Linked DNA regions of Hordeum vulgare: region 1 is linked to region 2. The links are chromatin contacts, called in public Hi-C maps. All regions are on one chromosome and are shown on one strand. Each heading gives the region's core, a stretch centred on a gene start, on an enhancer-like site or on the middle of the called end of the contact. The rest is flanking DNA. Distances are from core to core; before and after follow the strand shown. Region 1 holds the start of LOC123427820 (imidazoleglycerol-phosphate dehydratase 3, chloroplastic). Region 2 holds the start of LOC123427819 (GPI mannosyltransferase 2-like).

Region 1 (6,347 bases), core at 3,001-5,500, 170 kb after region 2:
TGTCAAGTCGTTTGCAGCCTTTTATCTTCAGGCATGCAATCCGAAGCAGCGGTTGGTCCAGGGAACAGCCGAAATTGCAGCGGTCAGCAGATACATTGTGCCAATGGTAGCAACATAAACAAACCCTGACGACAAGATGGCAGGTCATTTCGACGCTCTTCTTGTTGCAAGCCCAGCGGACTCCAAGCGCAAGTAGCAACAGAGATGTAGTAGGCGACCGTCCATCTGTCCACTTCGAGGGCGAATGGCGTGCATCCAGTTTTTGGTCTTGCGACACTACGACCTTGACAGAACACCTTTCGAGCTGCGATTGAGTCAAGCAAGTTACAATCAGGGATGCCATTGTTCATCACAAAAATCAGTACAGATTAACAATATTCCTGTTAAGTTGCTCTACATTATTGTACCGATCTGTCATCTACTACCTCTGTTCCTAAATATAAGACGTTTTGTTTAAACTGCCAAAACAGTTTTTTTCTGAACAATATTTGGCTATTTGCAGTGAGTGAGGACACAAACCTGGGTATAGTGCCACGTCGGCGTAAGTCATATTCCGTTGCTTGTCGAAGCGCCCTGGCAAATGCTTTGAAAGTTGCCTCAATAATATGGTGCGAGTTGTTCCCCGCAAGCTTGTGAAGGGAAGAAAAAGAGTGAGTGCAGGGTTATGTATACTTAACCAGGGTCAAGAAACAATTGTATTGGCTCAAATATCACCAACAAAAATTGTACTAGCATTGACCCAAAGCTTACGAAGAGGATTTCTTTGAAACTGAAGCAAAATATACCTGACGGATGTGAAGCGTCATCCCAGATGTATTCACAAGGGACTGGAAAAAGTGCTCAACTAGCTGTCATAAAAAAATGGTTTGCCTAAGTTGATAGCAGCGACATACAGAGTAAGAGGATCGCATCACCCTAACTCAAAAAACGACTAGCAGATATTGTGAAGATATGTCAGAATATATTGCCTGTGGAGAGGAAAATTCGAATTTAACAAAACTGGAAGCGGAAATGATAATCTAAAGTAAACTTGAATGAACAAGTCATATTTCATATTTGACAATGAGAATCATTCTTAAGTCTGACATAAATAGCAGACAATTGAAAATATCTGTCGAAATTTTGCAAATTACCTGTGTATCATATGTCCCAACTCTCTCAGTAGGAATACTCAAGCCACAGCTCAAATGAGGTCGACCAGATAGATCCTGGATTCAGAGGGAAAAATAATGACTGGCAAACATCTAAGCTCAACAAGGCATAGTTTAACTGGTCAGTAGATATTTGCATATTCACCATGACAACAATGTCAGAATTGTTGACAAGCAATAGGTGACCCAAATTTTAGATAAATGTCATGGCCGACCATAGGTGGGACCAGCATTATGTGCGCAGGGCTAGGGCAGAGCCTGCAGCCTGAGACTTTTCTCGTCATTAGAATTGTTAAGATAGGAAAGAATCAGAGTTTGTTAGGGAATGTTCAGAGTTTTGTTAGGAAAGGGTCTGATCCAACTTGGGGATCAAGTAGATGTCGTCGTGTAAGCCTTAGGGCATCTCCAACGCAGAAGCGCTTAAATTTGCATCTCCAACGCAGAAGCGCTTAAATTTCTGGGCAGGAACGCATACAGAAGCGCCCGGACGCTAGCGTTAGTATTTTGTACTGGTTTTTTAAGCGCCCGACTCCTCTTCATGCATCAATGCAAAGAAAGGAACCGGGAATCAGTAAAAGGAAACTGCCAAAACAGCTGGGATTTAATCCCTAGCGCCCAGGCCTAAGTGCCTGCATTGTACATGCCGTTAGAGGCATTAATCAATAAAAAAAGAAAAACCAAAAAACGGAGGTTCACCTCCAACAACCCTCTCGCCCACCTCTCTCTCAACACTACGGCACAGCAGCCTGCTCACGAATACACTTGCCAGTGCTTGGGTCATGAAAAATGATACAGTGAAATAACAGTCTTGCTATCATTCAAGTCTTAACTTATGTGAATGGATGATTCAGAAAAACTATGGCAAAAACAAAGCAAAAAGGTTCTTGATAACAGTCCTCAACAGTCAAAATATACAGACCAGCCTATAATAACATGAGATGTTCATGTAATAAGAGCACAAAATTATTTTAATGCCTGATCATTATCAAAGTGAAGAACCAGACAGATGGAAGTTGTAATTCAGTTATGTGTTAGCAAAGGTAAGAGGCTCAAGAGCTCATAAATGCCAACATAGACATGCAACCTCCTAAATGGAGATTGCAGGCATGGTAGTTAAATGAAGAAGATGGTCCTGCATACCAGTATAACCTCAACTGCTGCCTCATCAAGTGGTGCTGTAAAATGTCCAAACCGGTTGATTCCTTTTCGGTCACCAAGTGCTTGAAGTAATGCCTAAAAGGAAAGAAAAAAAATGTCACCACAGTAAACTTTTGCCTGTAAGATAGGAGAACATTGAACATTGGATAGTTCAGAATTCAGTAAAGAATAGAAATATGGCATATGCAAATTTAGCAATGAGGTCAAAATGAAATCCATACAACAATTTCTAGAAGTACTACGCCAAGTTGGAAAAGAATAACAGAAAAAAATCACCGTTCCAATTGCTAAAGCAATATCCTCATTCGAGTGATGATCATCAATGTGTGTGTCACCCGTCGCCTTCACGTATACATCAAACAGTCCATGAGATGCCAGTTGCTGTAAGTTGCAAACTGAAAGTTAATGCCTAGCTTTGACCAGAAGAAAAAACACTCACACGGCAAGAGTTAGAACCTTCTACTGTCAAGCACAAGATATACACAGAACATAATACTGGACCATTCAGAGTGCATCAACCTTCAAACAGAAATACTTTTCAATATTTTATTTCTACTTGTGTTGGGTTTTGCTACGCTACCACTTTACTGCAGTTGCGTTTCACGTATTAATTTCAGATGTAAGGGCTTGGTCATCCACAGTAGCCATTGCTGTCAGTTTGTCACTGATGTGGAATAAGAAAAGCCTTACATTTCACACATACAGACATTAGTTAATAAGAAGAAGAGTAGTAACAATCTTTGCATGGATCACATCACCCTTGGGGAAGAAAAATCAAATAAGAATTCCCATCCCAATTGCTCAACATCACCTTTAACACGTGCAACTTGAAAGGCAGCAGACTTCTCTACAGCAGGACCCCTTCAGGCTTAGTTGTGTACGCATCACTTTCTCCTAATAATAACAGGATTGTACTAATCATGCTCTTAAACATCTAAAGTTATCATGCCCTCTATGTAGGCTTTGACCAACACAAATTCAGAGCACTAGTTGCCATTTTTGTCTGTTTATCCATTTCATGGGTTCGAGTTAAGGACTTAAGGTATTGTTTCGTCTTGTCTTCTTCACACAGATGCAATAGAAATCGCATTCTTGCTTCCCAAAAAGAGCTGCGCTCCTTTTTCTTGGAACAAAATGGAAGATATATTGTCTACAAAAAATTCTGAATCCACAACTACTGACATGAGGAGTAAACCATACTCACATCAAGCATGTGATCCAAGAAGGGTATCCCTGTGCTGGAGTTGGCAACACCAGTGCCGTCCAGGTTGATCTTGACATGCACATTTGTCTCCTTGGTTACCCGCTTGACCTCTCCCAACCTAGATGACACTGAAAACAATGAACAGAATAAGAGATAAGTAGCTAGTAGAGGAGCTGAACAACGGTGACTTCGACAATCATAACACAGGTAGTACAAATCACATGCACGAAGCAGCATGGCAAACAGAGTAGGAGTAGAAATCGAACCACCTGTGGAGTCCTCGGGCGCCATCGGAGAGCCGTTCCCGCCGACGCCGCTGGCGGCCATGGCAGGCGACCTCAGGCGAAGCGATGGTCCGTACGGCCGAGCGGGGAAGGCGACCCCGGCCCCGGACCTCAGCGGGGATTTGGGGAACGGAGAGGCCCGTGCGGAGTGTAGTCGGGAGAGCGAGGGAGAGAGGGACGGCGCGGTGGTCATCAGCGAGAGCTCGCGGTGGGCGCGAAGTCGAGCAGGCCTGGGCTGGGGTTGGACTTAGCGACCGGGAAATTCGGGCAAGGCTGCACTGGAACTCGAGCTCGGATCGAATACGCTCCGCGACAGCGCGGCGGCGGGGCGGACCCCGGAGCTGGAGGTGGGCGTAGGGCCCGGAGAAACTCGAGGTCAGCGGCGGCGGAGTGAGGACGGGAGGGAGGAGGGGTAGGGGCTCGTCAGCGACAGGCAAAAGTTGGGCCGGAGGAACTTGGGCCGTATTTGGTCACGGTGTCCCTAACCTGGACGAATGGACCAGTTGGGCATAGACAGTGACTGACAGTCTAGCGATGAAAAAAAATCAACAGGTTAGGTTTTAAACTTGAAAAAAAAATGTGTTGCAGCAAAAAAATTATAACAATTTATTGTGTGCAAAAGTTGGGTCGCTTTCTCACCCTCGATATGGATTGACGAGCCGCCGGCATCAATTGTAAGTTGGATGGTTGGACGATGTAACAGTCTTTTTGATTTGATATAATAGATATAGAGCTCATGAAGATTTTTTTTATAAATGCTGCGTTGCTTTCTAGTAAAAGATATAGGAGTACCACCGTTTCTGAATATACGTATACTGGTTTATAAATAGAAACCCAAATTAATGCGATGGCGACGGGTGTAAGTAATGCGAAGCTGCAGGATAGCCAATGATGCGGACGCGTATTCACCCGGGAACAGCTACGCGCAACCGTATCTACGCTACGTCCATGATTACGCCCATCAAATATTACGTACTACAGCTTCTCCTGTCCTTTCCTTGCTTTCAAATTCAATTGCGCCATTGAAGCAAGAAAGGAAAAGAAGAAGACCGGTCAGTCGGTCGATGGGGACGGCCATTGAAGGAAGGGCTAGCGAGCTCGCATTCATGTCGAGCGGTTGCACCCAGCAAGATGACATGGACACGCATGCACTCCTACGGCCAGCAGCAGATAGACCAACGATGGTGGACCTCGTCTGGCGCATATAAATGTCAACCGGGAACCAACCCCTGCATTGATTGGCGGCGAACCATTCATTCATTGCGCGCGCGGGGCTTGTTTTTTAAGACTCGATCGCGCTTTTTTCCCCTGCCCTCTTCCGCTCCTCGGCTCAACCCTGTGAGGGTGCTTCATACGTTTTAGTTTCATGATTAAAAGTAACGAGATTAAAATTTGCTAGCCTCATCCATGCTTAATCCAAGTAGTACTAAAGAGACTAAAATCAAGTTAATGAGCATTTATTATTCTCCAAACCTTTTAATCCAAAACTTGCATGAGGAGTTAAATGAGGAATGAGAGGACTAATGCATATTTTAGTAGGGGTATCCCTGACTAAAAGTTTTTAACCTTAAGACTAGTTTTAGCCTTTTTTTAGTCAGGGGTGCTTGGAACTTTAGCCTCTTAAAGAGACTAGTTTTAGTCAGACTAGTTTTAGTCTCTTGGATCCAAGCACCCTCCGATTTGCTTCATCTATCCAGGCACAGTGCAAATCATGTCGACTTCCAAAGTGCCAAAAAAGTCCCTTCCATAGGGACTTCTTCCTTTAGTCCCAAATACCCCATTTTAGTCCTTAAAAGTCCCTCCTGTTTCTTTTACATGAGACTAAAAAAAACTTTTTTTAGTCCCTACACAAAAAAGTCCCTGGAAAGAAACACCCCCTTAGTGGACACAGGTGCACGCATGAATGGATATGGTTTAGTCGGCACATCGGCGGTTGGCGGAGCGCACAAGCAAGCTACTCCCTCCGTCCGATAATAAGTGTATTTTTTTCTTTTCTGTCAGTCAAACTAGTTAAATTTTGACTAACTTTATTGAAAAATGTGCTAGCATTTATGACATCAAATTAGTATTAATAGATTTATCTTTACATAAAGTTTTCAAATATGTCATTTTCATGTCATATATGTTGCTAGTATTTTTTATAAAATTTGTCAAATTTTAAAAAAATTGACTAAGTACAAATCTATATGTACATTTATTTGTGGACGGAGGGAGTAGCTAGCTAGTGCTACACTACTACGAGGAAGAACTGTGTGGTGATTGTCTGGGAATTCTCTTGTTGGGCCGCTGTGCAGCGCACGACTTTCTTGTGCTTAATCATTGCAGGCCGGTCGCATGCAGATGCGATGCGACCATGGGGTGGAAGTGGGTGCAGTAGGTAATTATAGTAACCATTAGTGCAAACTTTGCTCTTGGTCAGAATTTCTCCTCGTCGGTGCCAACTGCTCTGCCGTCTGCCGTTGCAAATATGGTGCAGTTAACCACATTAGTAGCTTTTGTACTCCTACCTTGATGATTTGGTACTCCTACAAAAATATTGTACGTCATTGG
Region 2 (6,668 bases), core at 3,992-6,491:
ACCATCAACGATGGCAGTTGTTCATACTTTTATGGTCACTCTCCTCATTAGTCTTCCCTTGGCATGTTTTCATCCGAACTGGGGTCTCCTTTGTAAATTTCTTCATTGCTTCTTGGTTAAGCGTGTTTGTTCCTAAAGACGAGGCTCATACGTCCATGTTTAGGGTTTCTCTTGCGACACCAACGGTTAGGGCATTCATCTCCTTCAAACTTCGGCAACAAGCCCATGGATCCACCTCTCTTGTGCCCGCCGTTTAGGAAGTTGGTGGCGAAGAGGGGCATCCCGGTGCCTCAGCTCGGCCAGTAGTTCAGGTTAGGTTCCTTTTCTTGTAGGGTCGACGTTCGGACGAATGACGATGCTTCCTTTTTGAGTTGTTCTTCCGGGCTCCTATCATCATCAAGTTTGTTCATCAGGACGGAGTCGACAAGGCTCCTATGTAGATTCCTGCCACCTACTTGGCGTGACAAGGTTAGGGTTTCTTGGGGAGATTTGGTGACATGTGTTAAAAACAATTCAAGGGTTGAATGACGATGATTGCGTCTCAAGGGTTGTTAGGGGCACATGCACTAAGACTTTTCAATTTTCATCGACGAGATCAAGGCGGCTCCGGTAAAGGAGCGGCGACAGTGGTGCACCGACACAACGGTAGTGGTCATCTGGATTTAACTAGATATTATTCTTCCTCTTATAAAGGTGTCAAAATAACATGGCATGTTTCCACAAATAAAAATAAAAATAACATGGCATGTGAACTGAACTAAAACATCATCAACTATTTCCGAACGGAGGGATGAAATGGGGCATATCATTCAGATCCCCCAGAAAGAAAAACCTACAGAATGCACTCCTCAATTCTACGGCTGTACCACTTGATGGACAGAGCCCAGAATACACCAGGCAATCTCAGATTCGAATGCATGGCTTCTGTCATCAGGATGAAGCCATTCAGGTCAGCATAAACAGGGTTCTCTTTTTACGTAGAAAGGTTTTAGGGGGCAAAAGAAGTGAGATACATCAACTGTACAGGAACATTCTGCCAAGGAGAACCAATTCGTAGATCATACAATTCGTGTGTGCGCAAAATGACCGCTCTTCTCATGTGAATGGGTAGAAGTTAGGGAAGAGCAAACTGCCGAGAAGAATATAAGCAATGAAGTAAACGACGATGAAGTAACCCCATCTCTTGCAAGAGCCGCCTCTTGCGGGAGCCAAGATGTGCGAAGCAGCCCAGTAGATCGGGGGACTGGCAGACAGAAACCGCGTTGACACCTGGACGGACAAAACAACATATGAGACTTGAGTAACAGACTCTGCAGGACCTACAAATAAATTTCATCAGGCCATACGCTGACCTGGACGTGCATCACGAAGAAGGCGGTAAATGTCATGAATGTCAGATGTAAAATGAAAGGAAGAACTAGCAAGGGGCACCCATCCTTGTTATCTCCCACAATTCCGCGTGTTGATACATTGCCATCTAAAGATGCTGAAGCAGCCCTGGTTGTAACAGATTTTCTCTTCTTAACCTCAGTGTTCCCTGTTCAAGCATAACAGAGTTAGGTTCAAACTTCAGTTCTCCAGTAGCCTATATTGATAACAATAGCTTGAGGCCAATTCTGGGTTTTTTAAGGACACTTCAAGTTCCTCAACTCCTAGGCATGTGTTAAGAAAGTTGAAAAATATCACTTTCCAATTATCTTTCAAAAAAGAGACAAAATGTTGACAGTTGATAGAATGTAATAGTACCTTGCTTTTTACTATTTAGTCCGGTAGAAATTTCGCTCTTCAACACCGTGGCAAATTCTGAGCTTTCATATGCTTCAACTAACCTCCCCTCAATATTGGCAATTATCTGCTCGTGTATGCTAGTTGATTGGAAGAGTTGGTGAAGCAATTTTATGTAGTGAACTATGGAATAAACTGCAAGAGACAGTACTGGTGAAGCCAAAAGAAAGTTGGGCAGCTGCTTGACTTGAAAGTATCTCAAGAAACCAACTCCCCTGAAAAGAAAGATATAAAATAACATAAAGCTAGTGAACAACGGGAGCATAAGTTTTCAGAAGATGGCAGTCAAAGAGCAAGCTTAGTAGAAGAGTATGTAAAATTGTAAGGAGAAATGCACATACACGGACATTCTTTAACCAATCAAAACAACACAAGTACTTCAAATTCTTGTGGACATAAATGAGAATGGAGTTTGCCTATTTTCTATACGTGGGGCACACAACCCTAGCATGGAGATCCCAGATTACCAAGCATGGCATCCTAGTGACTTGACAGCATACACTATTGGTGCAACAGAACAGAACGACAAAAGAACAGGCATAACACTCTCCACAAAAGATGAATATGGAATTATCATGGCTGTATAAGAGAAATGGTGACTCCTTATAACTCAGAAAAACTCTTGTTAAGCATACAATCATATTGATATACGAGTTGCAAAAAAATAATAATTAGAACACAATCCCAAGGTTGTCAAATACAGAATTCAAGGGAAAAGCAATGATCAGACTTTATAAATTGTTGAGCTGGTGCTGGTAAAAATGAGATGAAAATGAAACAATTACCAGTAGTGACTCTGAATAAAACTATACAAAAGGGGCAGTTTTGCTTTGCACCATGGCCTCAGCTCATCCGTGTACCCGTGTAGGCATATGTTCAAATATCCATATGCTTGAAAGGCAAAGAATGGTAGGAATATAAAAGTTGAGCGCAAAAATCCAGTGACAAGGGCCTGCACTGCCCACTTGGACAAAGAAAAATGTAATACCGTTAGGTAGACATAATTCCCTCAACTGCACTCATGTAGTCCAACAAAACATCAGCTTGGAGTAAAATATATGGTCATGTAGAAGATATTCCACAAAAATATCATATTGGTTAAACATGTGAAAGTATGTGTACATTTAAAATTTGGTGGACAATTTTGATCATTTATAGTATGGGTACTTATCCAACTCTATAGCATGCATCGGATTATATTTTCGCATGCACACAAAATTTCACATCATCACTACATTTTAACTTTTTGAGAAAAAAAATCAAACTTCCTGGTGAAAAATTGCATGGGATGCGTACGAGTTTGGGTGCTCTTCAGACATATGGCCTCTTCATGTTAGCTCGTATGGTAAGCCCCATACACAACAACATAAAAATTCCAAAATATTAAAAGAAACTGTACCATGTGCCTTTTCTTCTGGATAGCAGCATCATATGCTTGTAGCAAAGCCTCAAAACAGATATAGCCAGCATTAAGTGCTCCATTTGACCTAGCTGAACCAGAGAGTGCGAGCATTATCATTGCAACGGTACGAGAACCGAAAAACAGGTAGAACAGTCCTCCGAGCGAAAAAAGGGCATAAAGACTTTCTGAATATCTGCCAAAACAAAAACATGCTGCTGTTAAGTCATAGCTAGTACATGATTCGTTGTGGCGTAAAGGCAAAGAAGTTTACAGGGATGAGTAGAACACAGAAGCAGGATTGAAGCAAAAAAGAACAGATGCACGGTAGGCCGCTCCTGAGTCCTTCAAGATCAGCACAGATAATCTGTAGGAAGTAGAATAAAGGGTCACTTTTTCACATTAGAATAAATAGTTGTATTGATGCTAGGCAAAGTGAATCTACATATTATTAGACATGAGAACAACTCGTTGGTGGTTGTGCAAACGGCAATATTTGTGAATGAGAAATGGGTAGTCCTGCACTCGAAATGAATGTATTACAACTAAAATTTGAAGGCAGATTTTTATCGCAATTACTCAAACTCTATTATTAAACTATGATGGATACCAAGACTGAAACATCAAGCATCCAAATGATTAAACACACTAATATTAGTAGATCATTATGCGCACAAGCATGACTCTGATAGAATGAATATCTGTTGACATGATCCAAAAACCTAAAACAGCACTTTTAAACATAGAAATCCTAATTACACTGAAATAAATACGCCAATGTGTGTAGCTGAAGAGCGTCAGTCACCTGTAGAAATAGGCCGCGGCGGCAACAAACGCCACATTGTTCAGAACATGCCCGGAGATCACGAGCACGGCCCTGTACCCCAGCATCGGCACCAGCGGCGCGAACACTGCAGAAGGAAAAGGGGCCAAAACCCAACACCAAACCAGATCAAGAAGACACCTCAATGATGAGAAGTTGAGGTAGAGGTGAGGTGACTTACGGGACCGGGAGAGGAGAGTGATTGAGGCGGGGAGGAGGGGGAGGAAGGCGAATGACTGCTCGTACTCGTAGCCGCACTCGGCAGCGCGGGCGAAGTGGACACCATCCCATACGGCTAGGGACGAGATGGTGGCGGTGGTGGAATTAGAAGAGGAGGTGGAAGGGGGGAAGGAGGGGGAGGAGAGACAAGGCGGGTGAAGGGAGGCGGAGGTGTCGTAGGGGCGAAAGAGAAGGCAAGCGAGCAAAGAGAGAGTAAGGACCAAGACGCGGGAGGCGGCAGCGAGCCGGACGATGGTGACGAGCGGCGTCGCCATGGGCCGGGCGGGGGGAAGGCGCCGTGAGAGCAGAACACTGGCAGGGTGGATCGCTGACTCACAGATGGTTTTCCAACCCGTCTGGTTCCTAAAACATTACCTATGGATTTAGAAGTTTCACTCAATGGAATTTTTTCCATAAAATTTAGTACAAAGGATTTTCTAGCGGAAGAAAAGATCATAAAACTCAATACTACGAATCAAACATTACATATGGAGAAATCACAAAGATTTGAACCCCCAAAATCTTTTATGAGGACCATTTGAATAGAAGAGGCTCTTACCCTGCTCTAGAGATAGCTCATATTCTTAAGTCTTGATTATCTTGTCTAGCGGGCTAGGGGGAAATGGGACATGGTGCATCATCTGTGAAGACAGTACACAGCAAGCTACGAATAGTAGCACCTAAACAGAGCTATACGTCTATGCCTCCAAGAAACACAACAGGAATCCTCTTGTTATTTTCACAAGCCAACAACAGCAAAGCAAGGCAGCGAGCATCAAGCCATGAAGCCATTCTCGGACAAATCCATCGGCCAATACAAGTTGACAAGCAAATCCATCAATCAGTCTCTGTTTCTATCTCTAGTTTCCTATAACAATATCACATCAACAACATACGTATCGCCTAATCTAACCCATAAGAAAATGGATAGAAGGAGAACGGAATCAATGTAGACATACCTGTTGGTGGCACGGTGCTCACCTCAGTGGCGGATCTAGGGTTTCAAAACAGGGTAGTCCACCTAAAAACAATTGACAACAAATATGACATGCCAGCATTCTAATTAATTTACCAATAGCACATACAAACAGATCAATATGGTCTTACAGACATACTAGATTTCTCAATTTTGCATGAGAAGCCTACATAATACATACCTCGAGAAGTACAAGAAAGACAATGTGGCATTGTTAATCTGTTATAAAGTGGCATTGCTACAGTAACTTGTTAGAGTGCCATTTTAGAGCAACTTATTAGAGTGGCAAACAATCAGATCAGGTGTTCATGTACTGGATAGCAAAAAGCTATGTGTATGTGCTGATACGACTATGTGTTCATGTAGTGGATAGCAAGTCTGTTTAGCTAACGCAATAGACTTGACTCTTCCACCTGATTGATGTAGCAGACAGGAAAGAGCAAACCCTAAATCAGAAATTGGGGAATGGGAAATGCCGCAGTGGACAACTTGCCTCGAGTCCTCAAATCGGGCTAAAGGCTGGACGCCGGGCAGGGTTGCCGGCAGAATGCCGGAGTCGGCGGGGAGCGGACTGGGCGGCAGGCGCCGGTTGGCAGGTGCGCCAGGGGGACGCGGTGGCGCCCAGCGCCGGCCGAGCGGGGCCGGCAGGGGCGGCTGACGGCGAGGCAAGCGGCGAGATCGGGAGCCGAGCGGGCGGCCGAGGTCGGGGACGAGCAGGGTGCGTCTGTCTGTGTGCGTTTTTTTTTTTTTTTTGAGCGGTAGTCTGTCTGTGTGCGTTGTATGGCAGTATGGGTCGGGACGAGTAAGCCATTGTTTCTTGGGCCTTTTCTTCCACTCAATTTTCTATGGTATGGCCTGGTCTAAAATCTCAGGGTGGGCCGCAACCCACCCTGTAGACCTTTCTTCCCTCCTTGTTCTTCTTGGTTTACAATTTTTTTGTGCCACACCAATGTTTGCATGTAAAGTGTATAGTAGTATAAAAAATTTAGAAGAAAACACTCAATTTCGCAGGTCATTCCATGACCTTGTGTTGATGGAGTATCTAATCTAGCATGTCAATGCCGATCCCAGTCTCTAAAGGCAAAGTGGAAACTACGCTGAACCCAGTCTCCGGAGATCATTTTATGCGTTTTCATGTTTTTGTAGTTGAATTTCTTAGAGTTTTGGTAGAGTAAACTTGCTATTACAGATCAAAGTTTAAGACTTTAAATGTTCATTCTGGTTAAGTTCAACTTCTGGGTCCATCACTGCCTGAAACAAATTAAGAGTAGCTGACCAAACCTCCATGTTTTTCTTACTTTAATATTACAAAGCTCGTTGTGCAGAAAAAAATCATTTTTATTCTTGAACTTGTAGAGCTTAGCTAAGTCGAACCCTCAATTTCGGATCTTGATCGTTGGCACCCTGAACTTATCAATCTTGATCTAAATCGAACCATGGAGTTGTTTTTCACGTAATGGGATAAT

Evidence for each region. A called contact is a pair of places that touch in the nucleus more often than the background predicts.
Region 1: a contact with region 2 is called in a Hi-C map of seedling, with 1.7 times the contacts expected there. The contact joins the promoter of LOC123427820 here to the promoter of LOC123427819 in region 2. A contact is called at or near these places in 2 of 6 Hi-C or Micro-C datasets (leaf and seedling).

What each region holds. Positions count from the first base shown.
Region 1 is chr2H:613,450,134-613,456,480 of MorexV3_pseudomolecules_assembly, forward strand. It overlaps LOC123427820 (imidazoleglycerol-phosphate dehydratase 3, chloroplastic), which reads right to left and starts at 4,251. Exons shown (of 8, transcript XM_045111955.1): 1 at 3,783-4,251; 2 at 3,514-3,641; 3 at 2,586-2,690; 4 at 2,292-2,384; 5 at 1,134-1,208; 6 at 786-848; 7 at 520-629; 8 at 1-304. The coding sequence starts at 3,990. The coding sequence ends at 277.
Region 2 is chr2H:613,281,365-613,288,032 of MorexV3_pseudomolecules_assembly, forward strand. It overlaps LOC123427819 (GPI mannosyltransferase 2-like), which reads right to left and starts at 5,242. Exons shown (of 8, transcript XM_045111951.1): 1 at 5,186-5,242; 2 at 3,990-4,589; 3 at 3,459-3,551; 4 at 3,185-3,380; 5 at 2,571-2,749; 6 at 1,747-2,000; 7 at 1,353-1,537; 8 at 658-1,269. The coding sequence starts at 4,501. The coding sequence ends at 1,096.